Regions from separate parts of the Sus scrofa genome. Here all the other regions are linked to region 1. A link is a contact called in public HiChIP or PLAC-seq data. All regions are on one chromosome and are shown on one strand. The core of a region is the stretch at or near the end of the contact, and the rest is flanking DNA. Distances in the headings are between cores, read along the strand shown. Region 1 holds the start of RUFY3 (protein RUFY3). Region 2 holds the start of DCK (deoxycytidine kinase). Region 3 holds the start of MOB1B (MOB kinase activator 1B).

Region 1 (4,888 bases), core at 1,509-4,008:
AATTTTTAGAAAGAAAAAGAGAGGCTGTGCTTAAAGCACAAAATAGAAAGCAGATTCCTTAGAAAATAAAAAGTACTGTTGAGAATATTTTTATCTTCTCTGCTTATAAAAAGACTCATGTCCGACCTTAGACATTCCTATTAGGAGGTTAGTAGATTAGTAGCAACACACAAACTATGGTTTTACTCAGACTCTTAGTCAATGGTCAGTGTTGGCCCCCATTCTAGGCAAGTAATTAAGAGAAGATAACAAAGGACTCCCTAGAGCTGAATCCAAAGGACCCTAATCAAGGGAAGAACTATCCAATCACCGTTTTGGATGTCTGGTATTCACTTAAAGAGCGTAGACTCCTTAGGCAAGGAATTTGTCAATTTCATCCCTTCTTTCACACTGTACATAACTTCGGACAAATTACTGAAACCACACACATGCTCAGCCGCCTCACCTAAAAATGTGGCACATTTGGCTCACAGAGATGAGAGCTGAACTATGAAAATCACAACACATGCACTTAGGAAATATTCAGCTAACATTACTCTTTTTCTAGTGGATGGATCTGGGGCAGAAAAGTCAAAGTCAGGGTATCTTGGCAGTGCAGAAGTCAACAGGTTTGCTTTGGTGCTAAAAAGAAATCTCTAGCTCTCTCTGAGAGAGAGAGACAGAGACAAAGAGATTAACTGATTCCCTCTTCACCTAGGCAAGCGTCTCTCCCTTTTCAGAACTCATACAGCAAAGTATTGGGCATATATATTACAAATTGTATCGAATCATTTTCATACTCTAAGATCGTGTCTTTTTAAACCAGACTTAACACTCCTCCAAGAGTCTTTTAACACATTGTCTACTCTAAGGCCCCGCTCACTACAAGCAGCAACGGACATTTACTGACTGAAACAGGACCAAGTGGGGTCCTCCACATTCAGAGGGCTCCGGTGACAGTGGTTTTAAAAGGTGGAGGCCTCTTGCTGTCAAATCATATCATCCTGGAAAGTGTCCTCTCAAAGCCATACTTTTTCCCCTTCTCATCATCGCACGCACTGTTTCCTGATTTCTCTTCCCATCCTGGGGGATGGATCTGTGATCTTTACGGGTGTGGAGTGAATGCTCGTAAAAAATTGAGTGGTCCAACCGAGGCCACGCGGGCGGCGGCGGCGCAGCAGCCACACCCACTCGGCCGCCGCTGCGCTGGGAACCCGCAGAAGGCGGGCGGGCCGGGCTGCCGGGACGCCCCCTCCCCGACCGCTCCGGGGAAGGCTCCCAGCAGAAACCCGGGGCTGGGAGCCCGCAAGCACGTGGGAGGCTGGGAGGACAAGCGCCCGGCCCGGGAGGGGCGGGGAGGGGACGCCGGGCGGGCGCCTGCGGCCTGGGGAGACTCGGAGGTAAACAGTTCCGCGCCCGGTCGCCGCCGCCCCCTGCGCCCCGGGCCCGGAGCTTTCCGAGAGCCGCCCCCAGCGCCCCCTCCTCTCCGCCGACCCGGCTCCGTTCCCGGGACCCAGCGGGAGGCGGAGCTCCGCGGAGCCGGGCTGGCCCTTCCCAGCCCAGGCCCCCCCTTCCCCGCCCGCGTCCCCCTGTCCGGCGGCCACTCACGGTGTTTGCCGCCGCTGCCGCCGCCGCCGCCGCCGCCGCTCGGGTAGCTCAGCAACAGGAAGGGCAGCGGGGAGCCCGGCGACGGCGGAGTCCTCCAGGCGCGCTGTTGCTGCTGCGGCGGCGGGCGCGCTACGAAGCCGGCGCCTCCATCGCCCGGGTAGAGCAGGAAGAAGGGGGCGGCTACCGGCGAGCCGGGCTCCGAGGGCCCCGGGGGGGAGGCCAGCGGCGGCCCCGCCTTGTCCTCCCGGTCCGCGCCCCCGGCTGGAGCGCGGCGCCGCTCCTCCTGCCGCTGCTTCCCGCCCCTCGCCGGCTCCTCGCTGCAACTTTCCGCGCCGGTGGCGGGCGGCGGCGAGGTCTCAGCCATGCTCGTTTCTTCCTTCGCCGCCGCCTCGGAGTGGCGCCCGGGCTTGGGCGAAAGCAGAGGGTCACGGCGGTGAGCCGCCGCCCCGTCCCGTCCGCACCGCCGCCACCTTCCTCCTTGGCTACGGGCCGGCGTCTGGGCTCCGCCGCTCGGTCTACAGCTCGCCCCGCCGGGGTTTGAGCCAGCTGGAGGGCCCGCCCCGCCCGACGGCGCGGTCTCCCTACCGGCCGCCTCCTCCCGACTGCCCCTCCCGCCCGGGCCCCCAAGCCTGCGGCGCGGCTCCCCTAGGGGGCGGCCTCCGCCGCTTCCCACTGCCCACCTTCCTCTGGGCTCCCGCGGCGCTGGGGGGAGGAGACGGCACCCGGTGCCTCGGCCTTCCCCGCCCCCGGAACGGCCCTCCTAGGCGGTCAGGTGTGTTTGCTCCCGGTGCTTGTACGGTGTGAGGCCTGGCGAAAATCTAGCGGCGCTGCTGTGTGTGTTACCACCTAACTTCATCGGCAGCCCAGAGGCACAAAGATATGGGTTGAAGAAAGGGCGAAAGCCAATTTTGAAAAGGAACCTGCCCACCCCCTCCCCCCCGCCCGGCGTTAAACTGTGCCATTTGCTTGGCACACATTGTAACTTTAACCGTTGAGTCGCAGTTTTGATTCGTGAGCTTTTTAATGTGAGAAACTGGAGGTGGGTATCTTCCTTCTCCCACGTCTTTTGTTCCTGGTCATGTGCGCTGTGTAGAAATCTTGTATTTGCTTTGACTTTCACTCCCTGGTTTTCCGGTGTTCTGGATGCGCATGAATGCGTCTTAAACCGAACAGCTTAGAATTTATACGACAAGCCTCTATTAGAGGTCGACAGCTTTCACTTTCATAGTGCCTGTGTCTAGCTAGTAATTGGCCGCTGTTGCTTTATTTTCACTATTAGAATCAACGATTAGTGATCCAGTCATTCCCATAAGTAAACATTTCCTTCTTTAATGCAGACAATTTGCAGTTACTGTTATTTTTTTACGCTGGATTCCACGAACGTGACCCCGTAGTTTCTAGCTGGTTTTGTGTTCGGGGTGGAAGATGCTGGCAGAGAATCCATGTTGACTCATAATTAAAAATCACTGTTGTGTAACATTTGCTCCACCTGCTTTTCCTCCTTTCTCTGGTCTGTCTTGCCATTTGTAGAGGAAATTATGCTTCTCTGAAAGGAAAAGTAAACCTTTTAATTTTTGTTCTCTGAAAATAACTCTTGAAATTACAAGAAATTACCTTGAGATTTCTAATACTATCTTTCACCAAATCTTTTAAACCAAACATATGTTTACAAGAAGCTAATTTCAAGCAGTCAGAAAATCTCTTAGTAGTCTTAGTTTCTGGCATTTCCCTGACCTGTTGATTTCAGTGCTAGTGCCTGCTGGAGTAAGGCATTTCTCTCAGAGCCTGGATTCCTGTTCTGGCAAAGGGAAAATTAATTATTATTAGTTATGTATTATTATTTTAGTAAAACACCATGTGACTTACAATAATAAAAACAAAATTGAGGGGGAGAAAAGCTTTTTCATCATATCTTTAGCACTTGGAATTTGTTGGGCCTTTTCATTTCAGTCTTGGTGAGGGTAGGTGTCTTGATAAAAACAATAACTGCCAGAGTTCCCTTCATGGCTCAGCAGTAACAGTCCATGAGGACCCAGGTTCAATCTCTGGCCTCAGTCGGTGGGTTAAGGATTCCACCTGCGGTGAGCTATGGTGTAGGTCCCAGACATGGCTTGGATCTGGCGTTGCTGTGGTATAGGCCAGCAGCTAGAGCTCCCATTTGACCCCTGGCTTGGGAACTTCCATCTGCCTGGGGTGCAGCCCTAAAAAGCAAAAAAGATTAAAATAAATAAAATAAAACATAATTGCCTTTTAGGAATTACAAACGTTTCTTCAAGGTATAATACCTTGAGGAGAAGAACTAAAAGATTCCAGGTGTATTATATAGGTTTAATACCCATCCTTAACTGGATCTTTTACCTTGTTTTTGCATGCAGAAATTTCTAAGTATCATTGTATTCCTGTCAGCTCCCTTCTCAAAGATGTTTTGCAATTTTTCAGTAAAATTTTGACCAGAATATACATTCATCCCATTGTGGATAGAAGAAAAGACAGCAGAGAGTTCCCTTCATGGCTCAGGAGTTAACAACCCCGACTAGGATCCACGGGGATGGGGGTTCAACCCCTGGCCTTGCTTCATGGGTTAAGGATCTGGTGTTGCTGTGGCTATGGTGTAGGCCGGCAGCTGTAGCTCTGATTTGACCCCTAGCCTGGGAGCTTTAGGGTGCAGCCCTAAAGAAAGAGAAAAAAAAGAAGAAGAAGACAAGACAGCAGATTCCTCACAAATCACTCTTGAGAAAGGCCAGTGATTAGCCAAGGGAGTCACCAAGTAAACAAAGTATGAAACTCTATCTAGTCTAAATTACCAGCTTTCTCCTTTCTGGTTAGTAGAGGTTACATGTAGGTATTAGAAATATTGACCTGCTGTGGAATCTTGCAGTATATTGATTTTTGTTTTGTTTTGGTTTTTTTGGTGCCTCTTTAATTTTAAAAATAGTTCTATTTATGCCTTATGTCATTAATTAAGTGGCAGTGCAATGAATATAGAAAATCAGCTGAAATATGAATTCTTTAAAATTTATAGGCAAAGCTATTTATGGACATTTTCTTTAAAGGTAGATGGTACTCCAAGTTTCTAGTTTCTTATGCTTTTAGCTTTTGGATCAATATTATAATCACAGCTCTATATAAGCTTTAGTGACAAAAACGGCTGATTCAGCTGCTACACAACATTTAGGGAAGCTAAGCTTATAAAAACAAGCCTAAACTGATTGTTCCTTTTTGTAAAATCACAGAACATCTTCCTACACTGTTTTAAAGTGACAAAATCAAAGCCATTGTAAGAATCAAGCTCTATTGATTT
Region 2 (4,888 bases), core at 1,164-3,663, 210 kb before region 1:
ACCAGATCTTCAGATTTTAAGAGAAGCCAAGAATCTAGATGTTTATGGGAAATCTCAACATTTTTAAATACCAGTAATTAATTAAAAAATAGTTTTCAAATCTGGTCAGGCTGATATTGTATAAATGCAGGCCATTAGTTTGCAACTCCTTTCAGCATAGGTAATGGGGAGGTAAGAAAATTTCAAGCAGGGGACAAAACAATCATGTCTATATATAGAAAGACGGCTCTGGAAGAATTTAGAGAAACTGGAGATGGGGACATATTAGGAAATTATTTCAGGTGCTGAGAAGATTAAAGATGTTTAGAAGGAAGTAAATGCCTAGATATCATATGTTGTTTGACCGGATTTAGGAAAGGGAAGTGATTAATTCATTGTGGTATAGATCTGAGAGGTTGTTCATTCCAATTTACTTTTGAAATGGCTTTTTTCAACTACTTTCTCCTGTCTTTATATATGGTCTTCTATTTCCAATAAGTACTTTGATGAATCATACTAGTAAACATTCACCTTCAAAGAACTTATCCAGCTAAGAGGATGTGAGAGTCTATCACATGTATCTTTCCCACCAGCTCCTTAACACTGGAGCAGTGAAACAAGATATCCTCTTCCAGAGTGTGTACAGCTTTTTCCATGCCTCGGAATGCTGCTAAAGCAACTTTGCATTGCCTTTTTCGAGAACTACAGTGTTTTGAAGGTGGTAAGAGTTTAAAAACATCCCCTATATGCATGAATGGCCAGTACCTAACTTGGGACCAAAAAAAATCCTATCAAAACAGGAAGTATCAGGCACAGGTTTACTGTGGTAGGAAATAGAGAGGAATCGAGAGTTCATGTGTCTTACAAAATGACAAAACCTCTTGCCTTGTACCTGAATGTTCACAGCAGTTTTATTCATAATCTAATTATTGGAAACAATCCAAAAGTCCACAACTAGGAAGAAATAAACTGTAGTATATCCATGCAATGGATATACCACTCAGCAACAAAAAAGAACAAACCACAGGTACAAGTGACATGAATAAATCTAAAAACATTTCGCTAAATTTGAGAAGCAAGACACCAAAGGCTACATGCTTAGATTTCATTTATATGACATTCTGGAAAAGGCAAAACTTGACAGGAATAGAAATCAGATCAGTGCTTGCCAGGGGGTAGGAACGGAGAGGGGGCTGACGACAAAAGAGCAAGAAGGACTTTGTGCAGTGATGGAAACGTTCTGACTCAATCTTGGTGGTGGTAGTAAAACATTGTCAAACCTCATAGAGGGGGAGTTCCCGTCGTGGCGCAGTAGTGAACGAATCCGACTAGGAACCATGACGTTGTGGGTTCGGTCCCTGCCCTTGCTCAGTGAGTTAATGATCCGGCGTTGCAGTGAGCTGTGGTATAGGTTGCAGACGCGGCTCGGATCCCGCGTTGCTGTGGCTCTGGCGTAGGCTGGTGGCTGCAGCTCCGATTCGACCCCTAGCCTGGGAACCTCCTTATGCCACGGAAGCGGCCCAAAGAAATAGCAAAAAGACAAAAAACAAAAAAAACCTCATAGAGTAAGAAGTATGCCTAAAAAGGGACAATTTAACCTATGTAAACTACACCTCAAGAACTGACACAAACACGCATCCTAAAAATAAATAAATAAAAATAAAACAGAAACAAAACCAAAAACCCTTCCTTGTGCGCGGTCCCAACAAAGAGGATGAAAAGAACCCGAGGCGCGCTTCCTAGGGCTCGCGGGCCTGGGGCCTAACGCGCAGAGCTGCCACCCCCGGCCGGGAGGGAAGCTGGGGAAGGCAGAGAAGGATGCTTTCGGAGGCACAAGCCTGAAGGCGCGTCCGCATCCACACACAGCACTAGGCAGGGCGGAAAGCCCCCACAGAAGCGACGCGGCGAGGGCGTGCTTCAGCAGCCGTCGCCGCCGTGACTACCCCCGCTTTTGGACCAACATTTCCCGAGGCTCCTTACCGATGTTCCCTTCAATGGAAATTTTCTTGATGCGGTTCCCCTCTGAGCTGGCTGGGGAAGACGGGCAGCTCCTCTTGGGGGGGGTGGCCATGCCTCGCCCGTGGCGGCCCCGAGGGCGTTGGGCAAGGGGGCTGGGAGGTGCCGCAGACTGCGCGCGCCGGGGCTCACGCTACCGCGGAGCTCGTGTGGACCCGCACGCGGAACCCTCACCCCTTGCAGGTTCTCCGGACGGCGGGCCCGCGGGTTTGATTTTGGCGCGCGGAGTCAGCTGCCGACGGGGGCGGGGCTGCAGAGTGGCCGCCCACCCAGCGAGGAAGCCACGCCCCCGCTTTCTCTCAAACCCGAGATCCCGCCTCGGCCCCTCGGCCTTCGCCCCCTTCGGCTGGGGCGGGGGGCCCCTACGTGCGCGCCCGGCACGTCGGGTCACGCGGGAACTGGGGACGGGGCCGCGGGAGCTGAGCGGGGGGCGGGACCGCGCGCGCGCCGGCGCGCCTTTTCCCAGCAAGCTGGGGCGGAGGGGCGTTCCCGGAATTGGCTGGGAACCGGCGCGGGCACCCAAGGTCGAAGGGCGCCCAGGGGCAGGGGGCGTCTCCTTCGCTCGTCACCTTCGCTAGTCACCTGGAGTGGGCTGGGTTTCGGAGAACTCCCCTCCCCTGTGGGGCCTGTGGACTCAGAGCATCTGGACCGAATTGGTTGGGCTTTTTTGTCTTTTTTTTTTTTTTTGGTCTTTTTGCCTTTTCTAGGGCCGCTCTGGGGTCATATGGAGGTTTCCAGGAGTCTAATCAGAGCTGTAGCCGCCAGCCTACGCCACAGCAACGCCAGATCCGAGCCAGGTCTGCGACCTAGACCACAGCTCATGGCAACACCAGATCCTTAACCTGCTGAGCAAGGCCACGGATGGAACCCGCAACCTCATGGTTCCTAGTCGGGTTCTTTAACACTGAGCCATGATGGGAACTCCGAGTCAGCTGGACTTTAAACTTGTCAGAGGGAAGCAATGAGTAGTAGAAAAACGGAGTCCCAGGAATTCTCAGCCAGGAGGACTGTCGCAGGCTAGATGGCGCTAGGCACCCCAGCCCTCAGGGAATGTAATTGCATTCTTGCGTGTAGACGGTATTTCCAGCGTTTTTCTTGAATTAACTAGCAATCAGGTGCCACAGATCTCACCATGAGCTCCTTTATCAGTGAGGAGCCAGGCACTGAGGGGCTACTGTTAAGTCTCCAAGTCAGTGAGTGGAAATGGGATAGAAAGTTAGGTTTTCAGATGCCACCTCCTGATCTCTCATATCCTGATATGGATGGCGCTTTGCGTTGAAGGGGTTGGAATATGCCACCCTGAATATGCCACTCTGGCATATTATTTTGGATTAAATAAGAACCTCTGACCCTTTGTTCCTACCTGAAAGCAGGAAATAAATCTCTCATGTAAAAGGTACCCTCCCTGTACCAAGAGGGTAGAAAGCATCCTTATTATCAGAGATTGGGAATTCAGGGCAGAGAAGGCTGGATAAATAAACCTTGTTACTGTTTCATCAATTTACTACAACTGGCCCAAACCCTTCCTCTTGTGGCTTCTTCACAAATTTATTATTTGTCTAAAAGGTATAAAAGCTTCCCGCTTTGGTCATTTCATTGATTCTCATATTTTTAAGGGGACTTTATATGTAATTAAATGCTTTTCTGCTATTAATCTGTCTTACATCAATGATTAGGTCAGCCAAAGAGCCTGAGAGGAAAAAAATTCTACACTCCTACAGTGATGAGAATAAGTCACCACACTGAGTAGGTTTCTTTTCAGCATACTATAAAACTAATTAACTTTGCTTGCCCTACACCTGGTGGTTAACAAATGTATGTTGAATATTTGAGTGCTTCCTTATATGCCATGTCCTCTGCTGGATGACTCATCTAATTGGGGACAAATGCAGACACACCCAGAGGAATTCATTTTCAGTCATGGTAAAGACCTAGTAAACAGGTCACTGCCCGGGCTGGAAGTGCCCAAGTTCAAATTGTCTACAGAAACCAAAGGCCCTGTTACTCTTTTCTACCTTACAACTGTCAATCAGATCTGAAATGAATCTAAAGGTGGAATCACAACAAGGAAGATAAATGAAGCTGTTCTGAAATAAAGGGCAGAAATCAAAATGTGACTCGAGGATGAAAACAGCAAAAATCATTTTTTGTAACTTTCCAATATTGTGTTGTTATGCTATTATTTATGTATATTGCCTTTGTTTATCCCTATAGTGCTTAATAGCAGGATTCTTAAAATGAAAAAGGCCTGAATAGTCATTTGTATGGCAAGGAAGCCAGAGAAGCTACTGGGTGTTATATTCTACATCCCAGCTTGAGGGAAAAAACCCTGAGATAAATAAGGCGGGGTCCCAGAGACCTTCAAATAGGAAGAAAGTGGAACTGAATAAATCCCATATGGATCTGATGTTTGAGGTTGAGAAGCACAAATCTCTGAATATGGTTCCCCCTCCCCCCAAAAAACCCAACAAAAACAAAAACCACAAAAAAAGTACTTGTACAGTGATTAAGAGTTTAAGCACTGGAAATTTAAAGACTGGTTTCGAATTCCAGTTCTGCCAGTTTCTGCTGTGAGGACTTGAGTTCCTCCGAGCTTAAAGAGTGTACCTCAAAAATACAAATGAAGTAAATGTGGAAACAAGGAACCTAACTCATTTAACATCAAGTTCAGGTCAATTTCCCATTTTCCTACATAACCAGTGGATAACACAAGGAAGAGACAAGAGAAAAGCACATTCAAAATCACCTCCCTGATTTTTGTCCCCAATGCCCTATCTAAAACCCATGTAGTCAACTGTTTCCGAATTTTAAAAAATTTAGGTCACATACTAGCATATGCTATATATATACATAACCATTCTTTATCCTCCTGCAGAAGTGCTAAGTCAAATAC
Region 3 (4,888 bases), core at 1,152-3,651, 150 kb before region 1:
TTGTATTTAACTCCTAAACTGCAGCTCTTTTTTTTTTCTTTGCTTATCTGTTGGTACAGAAATACTATTCAGGAAAGTAACTACACCAGCAAGGAGATAATAACCAAAACTTTGTTCTTTCACTTCTGATAATAAATATACCTATGTATAAGGTCTTCACTTCTGTTTCTAAACTGCTGGTGGAAAAATCAAAACCAAAAAAATGTTAGATTAAATTTTTGGACTGTCAAGCCCACCAGCAAAATATGTTGAGAATTTACTAATTGTTACATGTGACCTGACCGAAAAATTGTGTTCCAAATAGTACAGACCCACTAATGTGCTTATATACAGTAGTTATGGGAAGATTTTTCTTATGTAGCTAATATGCTTCAGGAGAAATGAACTTAAACCACCACATTTCTGTAAGTATTAAATACTGAGCCATGGAAAAGTAGGGTACTATTGTATTTTTATTCAGAAAATACCACCAAAACTTTCTCTATTGCCTAGTTTCAGCTAAATACAGTTCTTCCCTGCTTCAATCAATTTTACCTAGGAGTTCCAAGAAACACAGGCCCTTCAGAAGCAGCCAACGACCGCATCTACATTGCTATTTCAAAGACAGCTTCTAACTTTATGAAGAAACCTAACATGGGTAATGTAAAAACTACTCAAGGTGAGAAGAAGCTGCAAGCCCAAATGCCTGGATATCTTGAGTCAAACTAAAATAGGAAACAAAGACTTCCAAGTTGCTCAGTCATCTCATCTAGCACTATCTATCTGACAAACTCAGAATCCACTTCTAGGATGAGCCTAAGAGAGGTTTCACAAGCTCAAACGTGTTAGGCAGGTTGACACAAGCCAGATGTCTCTGTGCTCACTAGAAATATTGGCAAGCTCGCCTGCGGGTTAGCCTTCTGTGATCACTCAGTTTTGCTTAAACACCCTAAAAAGGATTAACATTGGAGATATCAGCTTGTGAAAATAAGGGTTAAATTCTCAAAATTCAGGTATCAATGTGATGACAAAAAATTATGGGATGTGGGGGAAAAAAGAAAACTGGAACAGAAAATATAAATGCTAATTTTCTCCACAACAGTAAAAGACATATAGGGTGGGTTTTAATTCCAATTTTTTATTAGCTTTCTAAGCACAGAAGAAACAGAGATGAATCACAACAAAGCCTTCAAAAAAGTAATTCCCCGGGGTGTGAGGTCCTGTTTTATGAGGACCTGAGGCTTGCCTGCTTCCACCAAACTCCCATCCAGCCACCCTATCTTTCTGCCCATCCACCCTCAACTCGTCTGCAATAAACGATAAGGGAAATAATGACCAGCACTAAATGTGACGTTGAGTTGCTATTTACAAATGATTTGCAAAACAACTCCCCAGTGGACCTAAGCAACCCAGGGCACACACCCAGACCCTACTTGGTGGTTGTCTAAAAGGATAAAGCCTTACTCTTCAGGGGAGCACACCGGCAGGAGGGGGCACCTCGAGAAAGCAAGGCGCTCCAGCCCCCAAGACCCCAGGCTGTCACCAGGGGATCCTGGCCCACAAGCAGCCTCGTTAAAGTGTTACCTTCACAAGACTTATCACCCCAACTTTCCACTCCTAAAACCTAAGTGGGAGTGAAAGGGTCCTGGGGTGAAAGGAGCAAGTAGAAAGCTCTATCTTCTGTGCTCAGAACCTAGAAAAAAGCAATGGGCAGGGCAGACGGAGACGGCAACCGGCACGCGTCGGAAACAGGCCGTGCAGGAGAGTGGGAGGTCTCTAAGCGTGCAAACACACGCAAGAGAGGAACACGAGCAAAGGCTGTGGTGATGCAGAAATGCGGGAGCAGAAATCGGATGTGTCGAGTTTGGGGTCGAGGTAGAGAGAGGGGGCTGGAGGAGTCCCTGCGTGCTCGAAGCGGGTTCGGGAGGCGGCGGCCATCAGGCTCCGCGAGCTCTTGGGTCAGGTTCCCGGAGACCTGCGCGGTGGGGACGCCCGGCGCGAGCAGCGAGAGACAAGGCAGGCGGTGGGGGCCGCGGCCCAGGTCGCCTGAACAAAGCCGGCGCGCGCGGGGTCCGGCTACTCACAACAAGAAGCTCATGTCGGCCGCGGGGCGGGCTGCGGGCTCGGCGGTCGCGAGGCCTCTGGGCGGCGGCGGCGGCCAGGCCAGGCCAGGAGAGGAAGAGAAGGACGAGGACGAAGAGGAGGCGGGGAGCGCCGGCTGCTCGGCGGCCGCAACTTCTTCGGCTCTGCTAGTTCCAATGGCAGGCAGAGGGGGCGGAAGTGGGAAGCGCACGGCTTGAATCACTCAATGGGAGGGGAAGCGAAGGGAGGCGGGGAAAGGGAGGCTCGCCTGCTCCCGGGAGAACTGCGTCGCAGCCGCCGAGCTATTCCCCACCTCCTGGTCCCCAGCCCCTCTCGGCCTCCACCAGCGAGCTCTCGCGAGAGAGGCGCGCGCCCACCCCACCCCTCCCGTTATGGTCCCGGGTCTCTCTTGGTCTGGACACCTTCGCAGCCCTGGACCACGCCCCACGAGTACGCAAGGGCCAGCCCGTGGGTCAGTCCAGTCTGCCCGGGTGGGGGTCGTGGCAAAGCACTCGGAGCTGCCTAGAGGTCAGGAAGGAAATGGGCTTCAGCGCCCGCATGTCAGGGTCCTGCAGTGAGGGATGGAATTGCCACCAGAGTTCTGCCCACTGAGTGCCCAGATGAAAGGTTACGGAGTCTCTCTGCTAAGTGTATAAAAAACAGGAGAGAGTTTCATCTGGTTGGAATGGTTAGGGTGTGGTTCCGCCAGATGAGAGGAAAGGATCTAAGTTTTTGGTTTTTTTTTTTTTTTTTTTTGTCTTTTTGCTATTTCTTTGGGCCGCTCCTGCGGCATATGGAGGTTCCCAGGCTAGGGGTCGAATCGGAGCTGTAGCCACCGGCCTAGCCAGAGCCACAGCAACGCGGGATCCGAGCCGCGTCTGCAACCTACACCACAGGTCACAGCAACGCCCAATCCTTCACCCACTGAACAAGGCCAGGGACCGAACCTGCAACCTCATGGTTCCTAGTCGGATTCGTTAACCACTGCGCCACGACGGGAACTCCCCAAGTTGTCATTTTATGGGCATATTTTAAAACCCTGAACTAGGAGATGGTCAAAGTCCGTCACTAACAGGCAAGTGAGGCCGTCGTCAGCAGCTGGGAAAATTGATGTGATGGCCTATTCAAGATACGTGGAGCATTCTTAAATGGATTATAAAGCCTTGCCCTGGGTCCCTTCAGTGTGTGAAATGCAAGTCCCTCAGTAAGGGGGACTAATCTTTTCTAACTGCTAGAATGTTTTGTGTATCATGTGCCAAATGGCTATAATGGACTTTAACCTCGGAAATGCTTTATCAGAATTGCCACCGATGACCAGCCCACCACAGCTTTATCGTTTTGGGTAACCGTTTATATTGCAAAGAGACGTCCATCTTCTTTAAAACACCCACTAAATCTACAAGTAACTTTTCAAAGAATCTAAACAAAGCATAAATTATGTGCGGCTAGTAAACCACCCTCGGCTAATGGACCTGAAGGAGGTGCCAATATGAAAGGTATTCTGTTGCGTTTACATACTAGTAGTTTGGCATGTCAGTAAATCAAACCATTTTTAAAAACAGAAAAAAATATTGAAGCCTTGATACTATCTCAGGAATAGCAGAGGTCACTGGAATAATTTGAAAAGACTTAAAGGTTCCAAAGATGTTGGAAACGAGGGGAAAAGAGGAGTTATCTTACTAAAATGAAAATAGTTCCCGTCGTGGTGCAGCAGAAATGAATCTGACTAGGAACCATGAGGTTGCGGGTTTGAACCCTGGCCTTGCTCAGTGGGTTAAGGATCTGTCATTGCAGTGAGCTGTGGTGTAGGTTGCATTACGTGTCTCAGATCCTGCGTTGCTGTGGCTGTGGTGTAGGCCAGCAGCTTTAGCTCTGATTGGACCTCTAGCCTCAGGAGCGACCCTAAAAAGCAAAAAAAAAAAAAAAAAAAATGGATATATGATATAGAGGCCCTGTGTTCCAGATCTTGATATGACACTGATAGACTATACAATTCCTTAAGAGTCTTCTAAAAGTAAGACTTGAGTTACCAGATTGGGATATTATCTTTTACTTTGGCAAAAGTAAGTCTGTTAACCTGTTAGTACAACAGTTTCACCCCTTTAAAATAAGGGCTTTGGGAGTTCCCATCGTCGCGGAGTGAAACGAATCCAACTAGTATCCATGAGGACTCGAGTTGGATCCCTAGCCTAGCTCAGTGGGTCGGGGATCCAGCGTTACCGTGAGCTGTGGTGTAGGTCACAGACTCAGCTCGGATCTGGCATTGCTGTGGCTGTGGTGTAGGCCAGCAGCTGTGGCACCAATTCGACCCCTAGCCTGGGAACTTCCATATGCCATGGATGCGGTCCTAAAAAGCAAAATAGTAATAATAATAATAATAATAAAATGAGGGCTTTGGATAATTACATGATTTCTAAGTTATCTTACTTTTCTAAAATTCTGTCATGCTTCAAATGACTGGCAGACAGTTTCCGTCTGCTCCCTAGTTTGTAGGCTGGCTTAGGTAGCCTTGCATTTGGTCTAACTAAATTTGAATGAATCCTATGACTCTGAGTCAGGACAATGATTGGCAGAGGATAGAATCCGCAGAGATACCTGCTGAGTTCTTCTTTATCATACCATTAGAAAAACTGTTTGAAATTAACAACTGATAAAACTTAAATATATTGGTCCTAAAAATGAGAGAGGTGTTCTGTTAACAATACAAATTATAATTCCAGAGAGTCAACATTTAAATCAATGAATGTCCCTTAAAATTAATCAGCACAAGGAGTTCCCGTCCTGGTGCAACAGAAACAAATCCAACTAGGAACGATGAGGTTTTGGG

Evidence for each region. HiChIP or PLAC-seq counts read pairs in DNA pulled down with a chosen protein or histone mark.
Region 2: a contact with region 1 is called in an H3K27ac HiChIP or PLAC-seq map of alveolar macrophages. The contact joins the promoter of DCK here to the promoter of RUFY3 in region 1. A contact is called at or near these places in 1 of 5 promoter capture datasets (liver), 2 of 47 Hi-C or Micro-C datasets (alveolar macrophages and liver) and 2 of 2 datasets of contacts at active chromatin or transcription factors (alveolar macrophages and skeletal muscle).
Region 3: an H3K27ac HiChIP or PLAC-seq map of alveolar macrophages shows a contact between it and region 1. The contact joins the promoter of MOB1B here to the promoter of RUFY3 in region 1. A contact is called at or near these places in 2 of 2 datasets of contacts at active chromatin or transcription factors (alveolar macrophages and skeletal muscle).

Annotation. Positions count from the first base shown.
Region 1 is chr8:67,492,422-67,497,309 of Sscrofa11.1, reverse strand. It overlaps RUFY3 (protein RUFY3), which reads right to left and starts at 2,758. Exons shown (of 18, transcript XM_021101418.1): 1 at 2,268-2,758.
Region 2 is chr8:67,704,186-67,709,073 of Sscrofa11.1, reverse strand. DCK (deoxycytidine kinase) reads right to left here and starts at 2,413. Exons shown (of 7, transcript XM_003129074.5): 1 at 1,960-2,413. The coding sequence starts at 2,050.
Region 3 is chr8:67,645,375-67,650,262 of Sscrofa11.1, reverse strand. It overlaps MOB1B (MOB kinase activator 1B), which reads right to left and starts at 2,401. Exons shown (of 6, transcript XM_003129073.4): 1 at 2,064-2,401. The coding sequence starts at 2,077.